Regions from separate parts of the Sus scrofa genome. Here regions 1, 3 and 4 are each linked to region 2. A link is a contact called in public HiChIP or PLAC-seq and promoter capture Hi-C data. All regions are on one chromosome and are shown on one strand. Each heading gives the region's core, a stretch centred on a gene start, on an enhancer-like site or on the middle of the called end of the contact. The rest is flanking DNA. Distances are from core to core; before and after follow the strand shown. Region 1 holds the start of TMX1 (thioredoxin-related transmembrane protein 1). Region 2 holds the start of FRMD6 (FERM domain-containing protein 6). Region 3 has its middle 140 kb from the start of TMX1. Region 4 has its middle 57 kb from the start of TMX1.

Evidence for each region. Promoter capture Hi-C pulls out the DNA fragments that hold promoters and counts their contacts. HiChIP or PLAC-seq counts read pairs in DNA pulled down with a chosen protein or histone mark.
Region 1: a promoter capture Hi-C map of liver shows a contact between it and region 2, with 4 times the contacts expected there. The contact joins the promoter of TMX1 here to the promoter of FRMD6 in region 2. A contact is called at or near these places in 1 of 5 promoter capture datasets (liver), 1 of 47 Hi-C or Micro-C datasets (embryonic fibroblasts) and 1 of 2 datasets of contacts at active chromatin or transcription factors (skeletal muscle).
Region 3: an H3K27ac HiChIP or PLAC-seq map of skeletal muscle shows a contact between it and region 2, with 6 times the contacts expected there. The contact joins the enhancer-like site here to the promoter of FRMD6 in region 2. A contact is called at or near these places in 2 of 5 promoter capture datasets (fetal skeletal muscle and liver), 7 of 47 Hi-C or Micro-C datasets (embryonic fibroblasts, fetal skeletal muscle, mesenteric adipose tissue and 3 more) and 1 of 2 datasets of contacts at active chromatin or transcription factors (skeletal muscle).
Region 4: a contact with region 2 is called in an H3K27ac HiChIP or PLAC-seq map of skeletal muscle, with 14 times the contacts expected there. The contact joins the enhancer-like site here to the promoter of FRMD6 in region 2. A contact is called at or near these places in 1 of 5 promoter capture datasets (liver), 5 of 47 Hi-C or Micro-C datasets (adipocytes, embryonic fibroblasts, epiblast stem cells and 2 more) and 1 of 2 datasets of contacts at active chromatin or transcription factors (skeletal muscle).

The regions. Positions count from the first base shown.
Region 1 is chr1:180,932,358-180,935,468 of Sscrofa11.1, reverse strand. TMX1 (thioredoxin-related transmembrane protein 1) reads right to left here and starts at 1,791. Exons shown (of 8, transcript XM_001928249.4): 1 at 1,385-1,791. The coding sequence starts at 1,536.
Region 2 is chr1:181,336,830-181,339,798 of Sscrofa11.1, reverse strand. It overlaps FRMD6 (FERM domain-containing protein 6), which reads right to left and starts at 1,395. Exons shown (of 14, transcript XM_021101841.1): 1 at 1,121-1,395.
Region 3 is chr1:181,076,379-181,079,399 of Sscrofa11.1, reverse strand. No RefSeq gene overlaps it. Among named protein-coding and RNA genes, the nearest start is that of TMX1, 140 kb to the right of the region's middle. Within about 2 kb of position 1,554, at least 13 of the 83 cell types and tissues checked have an H3K27ac peak or open chromatin away from gene starts, as enhancers often do. A contact at or near this core is called in skeletal muscle, where this site is marked.
Region 4 is chr1:180,989,271-180,992,127 of Sscrofa11.1, reverse strand. No RefSeq gene overlaps it. Among named protein-coding and RNA genes, the nearest start is that of TMX1, 57 kb to the right of the region's middle. Within about 2 kb of position 1,292, at least 22 of the 83 cell types and tissues checked have an H3K27ac peak or open chromatin away from gene starts, as enhancers often do. A contact at or near this core is called in embryonic fibroblasts and skeletal muscle, where this site is marked.

The DNA of each region.
Region 1 (3,111 bases), core at 542-3,041, 400 kb after region 2:
ATTGCTTAACACATTATTTATGAAACTGTGAACATTTTATGGAGACAAGCTAAAACAAGTTACCGAGGACAATGAAACCAAATGCTGTCCCTGGTTATGTTTCCTCTCCTCTGTAGCTCCAAGGGTGCCTGAAAATTCATTTTACTGAGTTATAAACTATATGCATACTACATAAACATTTCTCCTATTTTGTCCTTCACATAAATGATCTATGCTTGATTTAATGACTGAAGAGTTACTGATTTGGCCTTCTGGGATGTATACTTTCACCTTCCTCCTTAACTAGCAACCCAATCACAGAAGAAAACACCCACCTGAACCCAGTTAAAGAAGGGGGCTGTTCTACAACATCAACATAATTAAAGCTTTTTAGGTACAGCTTTTCCTACCTGTAAAGTGTAGGAAATAACAAGTATCTTGTAGAATTTGTAAAGAATTTAAGTATGACAAGGCATATGACGTGTTTACAGGTGTCTAGTACACAGTTAACACTCAATAATGGTGTTTTTCACTAATATCACTAATACCATTAGTATCAATAATACTGTCACCACCATTACCAATTTAGTGACTAAAGCAAAGGCAGATAGTTTACTACCTACCAATGCATAAGGGACATGATCATAATGGAATCACCAGACACATGATTTTATTCAAACAATAAATGACGACCTGACACTCTTTTAAGAGTTTATAATCACTCACAATTAATTTTCTTTTTTAAATGCAATACCACTTAGAGAGACATAAGAGTAACAACCTAGGACATTCAGTACTTTGCAAAAACACACACCCAAAGGAAAAATGAGATGTGGGCAAAAAGAAAAGCGAACACACACACACGCCCGATTCATAAAATTTAAAATAAACTAAAAAGACCTCAAATTCTAACATTCTAAGTGGACTACTTTTTAAGGACAATTAGACAAAAGGAGAGGAAAGGCTGCAACTCAATTTCCTCTTCTGCAGTTTGGTAAAAATAACTCTGGAAGTCTGTAAGACTCACAAGAAAATCAATGTATAGCAACTAGTCAGACTAACCTCCCCATCCCCAAAAACCTTGAAGAAAAGTTGAGAGAATTCAAAGCTGAAAGCAGCCTCTACATACACCGCAGCCCTAGCAACCAAACTAGGGTGCACACTTCAGAAAAAAAAACTTAAAAGTATTACCCGGTCGCAAACGAAGGGGTGGGATGAAAGCAGCCGAAGATCCCAAGAGTTAGGGGATTCCGAGCAGTCGGGGGCTCCCGTGCCGCGGCTCGGAGCCGCAGCGCCGAAGAGCCTAGGACGCTCGGGAGAGGAAGGAGAATGAAGTCGGGGCTCCAGACTAGGATCCAGTACCCCGGCCCACAGAAGGGCCCCCAGACCACCGTCCCGCACTCACAATTCTATCATCCACTCTCCTTCCAGCAACTCTTTCCAGTTCTCGTCGGTGATGATGCGCACGTCGCTCCGCCGCCCGTGGGTCCAGGGAGCCTCCCACAGCAACAGCAGCAACACCGCCAAGGGGACCATAGGACTCCCGGAGGGCGCCATGTCCGCCGCTCGCCCTCCCCACAGCAAGCGCTGCGGCCCCCACCTTCGCGTAACCTCTCCTCACTTCCGTCCGTGCGAGCTCATCTGCTCGTGCGCATGAGCGCGGCGAGGCTCGCGCGCGCGCCTTGAGGACTCTCAATGCGCATGACGAGACCAGGTCTCAGTGGGTTGGTTTAGCAGCGAAGGAGCGCGCCTATTCCCTAGTGCGCATGACAAAAAAGCATTCCCTTCCTTTCTGCTTTTCCCGAATATGGTGTCGGAAGAGAGGCGGAGGGCGTGGTGTAGAAAGTGGGGTGGGACTTCGGAGAGAACAGCTTCAAAGTCTGCGGCAGGATTTTGGCGCCAAAAGTTTGGCGTTTATACTAACTTAAGGCGATTGGTAAGTCTATGCTAAAGCAGTTTCCGGCTAACTGCCTGTCAGGGTTTTCTTTTTTTTTTCCTTTTGAAAAATTTTGTAGGACAGTTAATGGATGTTTGTATGAGTCAGAAAGTTTAGTGCACTTTATGCACTTTAGGGTATATGTTGTCCCTCTTTTTTTTTTCTTTTTTTGGTTTTGGGTTTTTTTTTTAATGCAGTAGTTACAGAGAGGATAGATCAGAAATTCAAAATGGAGCAAGACACAGAGGCTGCTTGTAACAGATATTTCAGATTTTTTCCTTAAGCATCTGTAAATACAAATCAAAATGTGCACTGAGTTTGGTATTAATCAGTCAAATGAAAATAATTGCATTTACACCTCCTCACTTCATATTCTCTCCTAAACTCAATCCAATTGACTGATTCCTCCCAATCCCCACCCTTCCCTGAAAGGCCTTTTCTAGGACATTAGTAATTTGCATGTTAACATTCATCTTACTTGACTGCCAGCAAGCATTCTGTCACCACACCCTCCTTGAAATGGGTTATGTGGTACCTCATTTGTTTTTTTGTTTGTTTTTCCTCCTTCCTCACTAGCTGCTCTTTCTGAAACGTCTTGGCTGGTTCTCCTCTACTAATTTCCAGACATTGACTGGCCCCTGGATGCTGTACTGGCCCCCCTCCTCTTAATCTCAAACTTCTCCAGGTGACCTCACTTCTGGCTTTAAAAAGCATATGACTGTCATTTCCAGCCCTGACCTTTCTGGGAACTTCAGACCTGTATCTTGTTTTAAAAACAACAACAACAAAATTCAACCCAGTAAATTTAAAGATCTATTTGTCATAAGTCAGGCACCATTCCATCTGGCAACTAGAAGGGCTCTCCAAGAGGTTATACAATGGAAGGCTTTTATAGGAAGAAGGGTGAGGCAAAGGAGTTCTTGGCGAGAGAAAAGAAAGGATTATTTTTTAGGACTTTTGAGGGGAAGGGCACTGGCAAGGGCTTTATCGGTATAGATTCCTCTTCTTTAAATCTCTGTTTGCTGTCATGGGAAGCAAATGATTCCATTTTTTAACAACATTAAACTCTTTGCTGGACATCTCTTGGATATCTTATAGGGAGCTTAAACATAACAGGATCAAAAAAAGTTTCGATTCTCCCTCTTCAGGTCTTCTCAATTAAGAGCCTCAAGGTTGTAAATCAACTATATTTTAAT
Region 2 (2,969 bases), core at 146-2,645:
AAAGCAACCGACAACACTTGCTGAAGTTTTCCTTCCCCGCTGAGGGCAATGCACAACTCCTAGGGGAGATACTGGCAAAACAGATTTTTGCTGAGAAATGCAAAAGAAAAGAGTGTCAAGGAGCTAATATTTCTTTGGACACTAGCTACGCAAGTGCACGGCCTGAAAACCTGCCAACTTTCATTGCAACTTTAAAATATGCTTATTTTGACAGCTTTCCATTTCTTCCTGCCTTCAAGAAAACGCCCTCACCAGTAGGTTATACTGTCCCGGTAGTCGAGGTGCTGCTCTAAGCCCTGTGGACCTCACCCGGGTGGCCCTCAACTGTCCATTCCTGACAAGTCCTGGCCCCTCCCCGAGCAGAGGCTGGGGGTCTCCATGGCCCGGGGTCCGGCCTGCGCGTCGCCAGCTCCTCCCCGAACACAAATTCTGCAGGCCGCACCCCCGACTCCTAACCCACCGAGGCCTCCTTCCGGCGTCCCCAAGCCCGAGCTCAGTTTCTGGTTCCCCCGACTAGGCACTCACGGGGACGGTGGGACAAGACGCGGCGCTCGGGTCCCTTTCCGCAGCCGGGCTAACCCGGCCGGCGCGCGCACAACAGGCGGTACCGCGCGGCACCCAAGAATTCGCGGCTCAGGGGCTACACCCGAAGCCTGGGCACAGCGACGGGACGCGACGGGCAGGCGCCCCCAACACAGGGCGCCGGCGACCACCGAGCGCGGGCACTGAGCCCGGGGGCACAGCCCGCAGCCCCAGCTGGCCTCCCGCCCTCGCCGCAGAGCCGGCCCCGGAGCTCCGCGCCTCCCTCGCTGGCCGGCTCGGCTGCCCCGGGGCCCCGTCCTCCCACCCCGGCGTAGGCGAGCTCCGACTCGCAGAGAAGCTACCTTCCCGCCCGGTGCCCGACGCCCGGAGCGAGGGAACGCGGAGAAGGCGAAGAAAGACGCAGAGAAGGGGACACTGCCTGGGCTGCGGCTCGCGACTTTCAGAAACCCTCCCGAAGCCCGGTCCAGCCGCCGCCGCCGCCACCCGGCCGGCAGGGGGCACAGTGAGCGGCCGGGGCGCGGTGGCCCGGCTAGGGGGCGGTTTGGGGGAACCCCAGGGGCCGGGTTCCCGCTCGTACCTCGGAGAAAGTCCGGAGCACCAGGTGTCGGACTCCCGTCAGCTCTCCGTGCCTTCCTGCCGGTGCCGCGCCTGCCCCACTGTTCTCAGCCCCTCGGTCAGGGTAGCCGGACTAGCGCTCCACATCCGCCCCGCCCCACGCCCACGCCTCTCGCCCCGCCCCCGCCCACGCCTCTCGCCCCGCCCCCTGAGGCTCCTCCCCCCTCCGCCCTGAGGTAGCGGGGGCGGTGGCAGAGCCGCTGAAGCCCAGCACCCAGCTCCTAGCCGCACGTGGAGCTCCTGCAGGCCCCGCCCCGGGCCCAACCAAGCGTCCAGCGGAGGGGTGCAGCGAGTCCCGGGCGGGAGAAAGCTGAGCATACCACGCCTCCGGGTCCTGCACAAGGATGCTGTATTAGAACCGCGGCGATCTAAGTCTTTCCCTCACCACGGAAACAGTGGCGCAAGGGGACACTGTCAGCTCTCCCACTTTCTGGCCTAATGGCCTTTCTTCCGTCCATCCCCCGCTCCCGGGTATCGCTCCCACCAAAGCTCAGTCGCGCTGGCTGGGGGTGGCTGTTTGGCCTGAGCTTTATTTTACTAATTCAGAATGACTGTGGGGAGGCCGTTGAGAGAGGAGGCGGTACCTGCGGAGGAGGCTTCGTGATTCCTTGCTTCCCTCCGGTCCTGCACCCACCTGCCCACCCACCACTCGGGTCGCCGCTGCTTCGCGGGTTTTATACTGGATGGAGGGGGCGCCGCAGAGGAAGCCAAGTCGCCTCCGCTAACTCTCTCTTGCCAGTTCTTCAGGTAGACGCAGCCTCTATCCGCTGTGGTTTTAGTGTCAGTGGCCCCTTAGAAATTATATTTGCCCGCTCTTTCTCGATGGTTGCCAAGGCAAGTGATGCAGAGGGCCAGTGGAAGATATTTTTATGGCACTAAGACCCAAAATCAGGAGGTTTCTTTACCACTTTTAGTTGTTGGATCTAGGGAAGGGCTAAGCATCCACTGGGACCAGCCTCCACGTGGCCTTCAGGCCCGAGACCTCCAATCTCCTAGGTCTTCTGTGGACTCCTGACCCCTGGCCAGGAGCTACAGTAGTGCTCCCAAAGGGCCCCTCACTAAAGGATGTGTCTGGACATGACAAGGAGACAAGAAGAAGGCAGAGGACCTGAGAAAGGACACTATCCCAAATCAGAAGCCAACTTTAAAATTGCCCTGCTCTTTTGATCAACCATAAATATGTAAAGCTGGCTGTTATTGGTTGAAGGCACGTTTGTGTGCCTTGTTTGCATGGCAAAAGAAATTCCGTTTGTTCATCGCGACTAAAGTTTGTAATGGTTGTTTCATTCAGCTTTTACATTCTGTGAACTGTGACATTAAAACTGAGCATTGAGAATATACCTTCGGAGCTTCTTTTTTTTTTTTTGTCTTTTTGCTATTTCTTGGGCTGCTCCCGTGGCATATGGAGGTTCCCAGGCTAGGGGTCTAATCGGAGCTGTAGCCACCGGCCCAGGCCAGAGCCACAGCAACGCGGGATCCGAGCCGTGTCTGCAACCAACACCACAGCTCACGGTAACGCCGGATCGTTAACCCACTGAGCAAGAGCAGGGACCGAACCCGCAACCTCATGGTTCCTAGTCGGATTCGTTAACCACTGCGCCACGACGGGAACTCCTTTTTTTTTTTTTTTTTTTTTTTTTTTTTTTTTTTTTTTTATGCGGAGCTTCTTTTTCTTGGTCTTGCTTACAGCATATGGTAGTTCCTGGGCCAGGGATCAAACAGGGGCCACAGCAGTGACCCAAGCCGCTGCAGTGACCACAGGGGATCCTTAATCCCCTGAGCCATGAGAGAACTTTCTCCACCCCACCCCC
Region 3 (3,021 bases), core at 305-2,804, 260 kb after region 2:
CAATATTTTAACTGGATTTTCTAAGGGTTATTAATTTGATATTTTATGTTTATATCAATGACATGATTATTAAAATAGTGGGATGACTAATAGTTTGAAGGAATGGATTAGAATTCAAATTAACTGAACAAATACAAGAACATTATTATTATTACTACATGTTCCAGGCCTGTTTTAAGAACTCCATGTACATTTATCTTCACAAAAAAAAAAAACATAAGCCACAGAGAGTTTTAGTCATCTTATCAAGGTCACACTGCTGATCAATGTGGGAGACAGGATCTGTAGCCAGATCTGTCAGCTTATTTTGATCAATTTAGTAGATAATGAATTTATGTAAATTGAAGCATTGGATTTTTTTCACTGACTCCATGAAACTAGAAAATAAATTTCCAAAAGAAAACAATACTGATCAAAGATGCTATAAAATATCACCTATAAGTATTCTGAAAGTTCTTTTAATCCCCAAACTGAACTGAAACAAAATTTTGGTGAAATGATGATAATAACTCTCAAAGTCATTAACCAAACCAAATACCGAACCTTCAAATAGCAAATTATGAACATTTTTCCCTGAGGCTAAAAGATGTAAGAGAGTATTTTTTAAAGTAACAAGCATCTTCTTTCTTTATTCCAAGTATTCCCCTTTAAATCCCTCCAAAGTTAAAAATAAAAAAATCTGAAAGCTAGGTACTTTTTAAAAAAACTTTAAAAACAACTTGTGCTGTAAAGTTTTTATGTTAGCTCATTTGCTTATTTCCTATGGGTCCCTCCCCAACTTTTTATTAACTGAGGATATTACTCTGCATGGGCCAAGAATAGTCAAAAGGTGCTATTGATTCATTTGTTTGACCCCCCCCTCTGTAAATTCTTGATATTAGTAGGGGGAAAAAATCATTCATTTTTATGTTCTCTCTTAGAACCAAAATACATCCATATAGGAATTGACCAGTACTGTAGGAGTAACAATATATTAGACACTGTTAAAAATCCCTGGTTTCCCCCACTTTTTTTCCCAAAGCTGGCATTTCTTCACAGTGAGGAAAATGACTCAGTAGTGCTACAGCATAAGTGGGGACCAGATAAGCAGGTAGAGCAAACATAGGACTATGCTTTAGTTCATTGTTCTCAGAGTTCTCTTAGAATTGTGTCCAATTTTGGATTCAGTAACTTAAGCAAGTAGAGGAAAGTTTGGAAAGTGTCCAGAAAAGAGATGTAAAAATTGTTACAAGGCCAAGAAAATAGGTCTTCTGAGAAATCTAAAAGAACTAGAGCTATTTTTTTCTATAAAAGAGATGCCCATAGTGGGGTTAAAGATCATCTTCTCGTCTGGGTTGGGTGATTATAGGAGTGGTGGTGCCCCTACCCTAACCCCCCCAGGAAGGGGATTGAGACACAAAATGAAGACGTCTGTAAGGACTACGAGATTCTAGAACACATTGCCAGGAAAGGGAGTTGATTTAAAAATAGGCCAGAAGCATCTTTCTCCAATGTCACCCAAGGACAGATTTATACTCGACCATCAACAACAGAACTGACCTCGTTTCTGGGACACTAATTATTCACAGAATCCAATGAGATTCGGAGAGTAGGCCAGAAGGATCAAACCCTGGCTCTGCATCCCCATGTTTTGTTTACAGGGGATTCTTGCAGTGCAACACCAAGTATTTGCGGATGGTAATGTGCTCTCAGGAGTCCACCCAGGGTTCTGGAAGGAATTCAGGTTTGGGAATCAAGTAGACCCACAGAGAAACTCCATCTCTGGCATTTCATCTTCTTAATTCTTAGTTTTTCAGAGCTTTGTTTTCTCTACTCTTCAGTGAGAATAACAATGCTTACTTTATGAGGCTGTAAGAATCAAATGAAACAATAGAAGTAAAATCCCTCATCCACAGTACGTGCTTGACAGATCTTGGTTCCTCTCCCTTTCTGTGACTGGCTAGGACTGTAGGAATGGGGAGGCTGAAGAAGTGTGTAGCTGGAGCATGAATAGGGCCTGTATACATTTTATAGCTAAATTTCAATTTTTCAAATACCAGCTATATGTAAAAACTACCCCCAAGGTCAACCAATCTTCAAGTCATAGTTCTAAGAGGTTCAGATTCCTATTTACTGCATTCTGAGGTCTACTGCATTTCTCATATGCTTTCTGAATGCCAAGTTCCTTGCTGGGAACTTTACATCCTAATACAGCATGTTATTGTCCCTATTTTGTAACTGAGGAAATAAGCCCTGGAAGATTACAGACTTGCTAATCAAGACACATGGTGACCAAAATGCTGAGATGGAATTGGGACCCAGGTTCCTTCCCACAAATGAAATGGAAAAGGGGAAGTGAGAAATAATAGGACTGGCTCAGACATAGGGCAAAGCTGGAGTTAGAACTTAAAGCTGCAAAATTTACCACCAGGCCCTGGCACCTGAAATCTATTACCATGCCTAGGTACCATTAAAAAGATATTTCTAGGAAGTTCACATCGTGGCTCAGCAGTGACAAACCCAACTGGTATCCATGAGGATGCGGGTTTAATCCATGGCCTGGCACAGTGGGCTAAGGATCCAGCGTTGCTGTGAGCTGTGGTGTAGGTTGCAGACGCTGCTTGGATCCTGTGTTGCTGTGGCTGTGGTGTAGGCCAGCAGCTGAAGCTCCAATTGGACCCCTAGCCCAGGAACTTCCGTATGCCGCAAGTGCAGCCCTGAAAAGCAAGAAAATTAAATTAAATCAAATTAAACTTTAAAATAAATGTTCCTAGGAGTTAGGCCTGAGAAATCTGCTTGAAACCCAGAGGAATAATGGGTGTGTTACAAGGAAGACAGAGAATTGTGTACTTCCTCAGACTTAATCTTTTTATATCATAAGTGGATTTCTGAGAGTACAGGAAAAGCTCTCTCTGCTCCTGACAGTGCCACTTGACTTATGCTCCTTTCCAGCTTGTGCCAACATGCCTCTCTGTGTCTACAAATAGCTCTGCATTCATTTCAGGCATACAGGTAGGGACAGAGCAATTCTGACTCATCACC
Region 4 (2,857 bases), core at 43-2,542, 350 kb after region 2:
TCCTGTCACTCAGCTGGGCTTGTGATGGCAACCCTATCGTGGAGCTTAGTAGAACTTGCTTCTACTTTAGGGATGGCTCTTCCTCTCTTAGCTTCTAGAAAGCACTCTGTTGTTGCTTTGCAAAACATATGAATTTGTGTTCATTCCCCCAACCATGTATATCTGCTCCACCAATATCAAAGCCCTGTTGCTCTGTTTCCACACCATTTTGCACACAATAAATTTTTCATTTCAGTGCCAAGTAATAGTGTAATCTTTCTGAGGGTCTTTCAAATAGGAACTCACCCCAACAGCTGCACTAAATTCAGTGCATTTAATTCAACCGAAGTGATGGCAATATGAACAACTATGTCCAGGTTTGAAGCACTATTTACAATGGCATCTCTGCTGAGCATAGCTGACACTCCCAAGTAAACCCCAGAGATGCTGGAACGTAGAAAATGTGCATTCCAGAATCAATGAAATATGGTGCCCATTTCCTACCACAGTCCCCCCATTTTAACGTCCCTAGTAGACTAGGAGTCATAACTAAGAGGAAAATAATCCCAGCTAAGATGAAGGTAGTGGTTAAAAAAATTAATATAGTCTTTTCACTGTTCTGACTCATTGCACTCTTCTGATTCATTTCCATTGTTCTGTCTTGAAGTGAGGGACTCAAAGCTACCTTTCTTCCCTCATCACCTACACTATGCCTGGTCAATTTGTAATGATCGTAATAACAGTATCTCACTACATCTCTTGTTCCTACCTCAATTTGTCTCTTTTTCCCCCCCTCTAATAACCTGGAAGTGAGAGTACCTGACTCCTATGTCATCCATCAGTGCTGGTACCATGACTTCTAGTTTATAAAAAAATTCCTTCCTCTTATTTTTATTATGCTTCTCCATAAAAATGTCATTAAGTAATAGACACAGGAAGAGACTATGATTTTCCAAATGATGAAAGTAGGGTACAAAACACAAAAGCATGGAGTGCTGGTGGGGGAACCTGCCCTCAGGCTTCCACATTAGTTCTTGTGTCCTCTGATGTCAGGATTCCTGTAAGAGGAAACTCCAGACTCCAGAAATAGAAGAAGCTGTTAATGAGATCCTGGAAAATGTCTCTCATGTTCAGGGTGAAAAGGATTTATTGTGGATTCCTTAGAAGTTAGAAGTCTACTTTTTACTTTTACCTGTTCAATTTAGTAAATACTCATTAAAAGACTATGCAAAAATCACATCGGGCAGGATGCTGTTGGAGCTTCAAGGATGAAAGTCATGGTCCTGCCCTCCAGTGACTCATAATTGAGAGCTGTTCTCAATTTGGAGATGGGGAGAGAGGCAGGGAGGGGACACTGACCCTTTTGTGAATCAGATGACATTTACAGGCTCCGGAAAACTTTCCATGCACACACATGGTTTTACAAATAATTTCTTGGGGTTTACAGAGCTCCTGGGCATTGGAGAAGTCACTCGTGTGTATGACTAACATCTAGCCACAAAACCCACATAGATGAACTTTTTCTCACGGTTACCCCTATCCAAATACAAAGACACCAAGCCAGGCAAACAGTTTCAGAAGAAAGCAAGAGCCTGCCGTTTTTGCCCAGGTTTTCTTGATTAACAGCTGCTCCAGAAATGCCTTATTCATCTCCCTCAGACTTGGTGTTTTGAGGCCTTCTTTCCTGGCAGGGATTGCCTGTATTCTCCAGAATGTGGAGACAGCCAGAGCCACAGGGAAGCTGAGACTCTCCTCAGTGGACTTGCCCACAACACCTCCTACCCCCAGGCACCCCCACTCCTTTCCAGCCCCTGGGAGACCTGCTGAAGCCTCTTTTTACCATACGACCCGAGCAGAAAGGAGGGCTCCTCTTGAAGAGGCTGGGGAACCCCACCCTGTAGGGAAATCTCTGGCCAGGGCTATGGCTGCAAGAGGTTTCTGGCCTTTGCTGAGTTGGCTTGTGTTTGGGGATTTTCCAGTCATTTACTGCTCTGGAAAAGCAACCAGATTGTTCATTTTAAGTCCGGATGTTGAAGTGTCACTGAATCGCTGGGGACTGACGTCTGGGATCAGAGCCTTGTCTTGACAGGAGCCAGAGCCTCCGTATCACTTAAGGACACAGACACTCCGGCTTCTTCCCCACATTTACTTGTGAATATAAATATGAGATTTCTATTATGTTCTCCACACCCTCTCTTAAGAAAGGGGACAGATTTCCTGTCCTGGCTTTTCATCCTGACCTTCAGGGTTAGAGCCACAAAGTGTCAGTCAAAACCCTGACACTATAATCATTTTCTAATGCTTATCATCCTTCTACTCTGGATGCTGGTGCCTCAAGGGAAACCACAGAGGAAGTTTCATTCGGAATATTACTGGTACTACTAGTACTAATAGTAACAAGACACAGCACTTTTTGGTTTAAAAGGGGCTTTCACCTTTACTGTTATTTTAGCAATATCCCTCTAAGATAATGTATCAGTAGGGATCGCAGCAGGAATCAAGGGCACATTTAAGGAATTGAAGTGAAAATTATTTAAAGAAGGAACTATTTACAGAAATATGTCATAGTCCGATTAGGAAAATAGAAACTATGCCAATTATTTTAATAACAAGAATTTGCTTAAAAGAATCAGAGGTCTTTACATGAAGTATCTAAGATGGTCAAATTCATAGGGACAGAAAGTGGAAAGGTGGTTGCGGAGTGGTTATTTTATGGGTACAGAGTTTCAGTTTTGCAAGGTCAGGAAGTTCTAGAGTTCTGTTTCACAACAATGAGAGTGTACCTAACACCACTGAACTCGACAAGTACAAATGTTTAATACAGTTTATGTTATGTGTTTGTTGTTGTTTGGGGTTCTTTTTACCACAATAAAAAGAA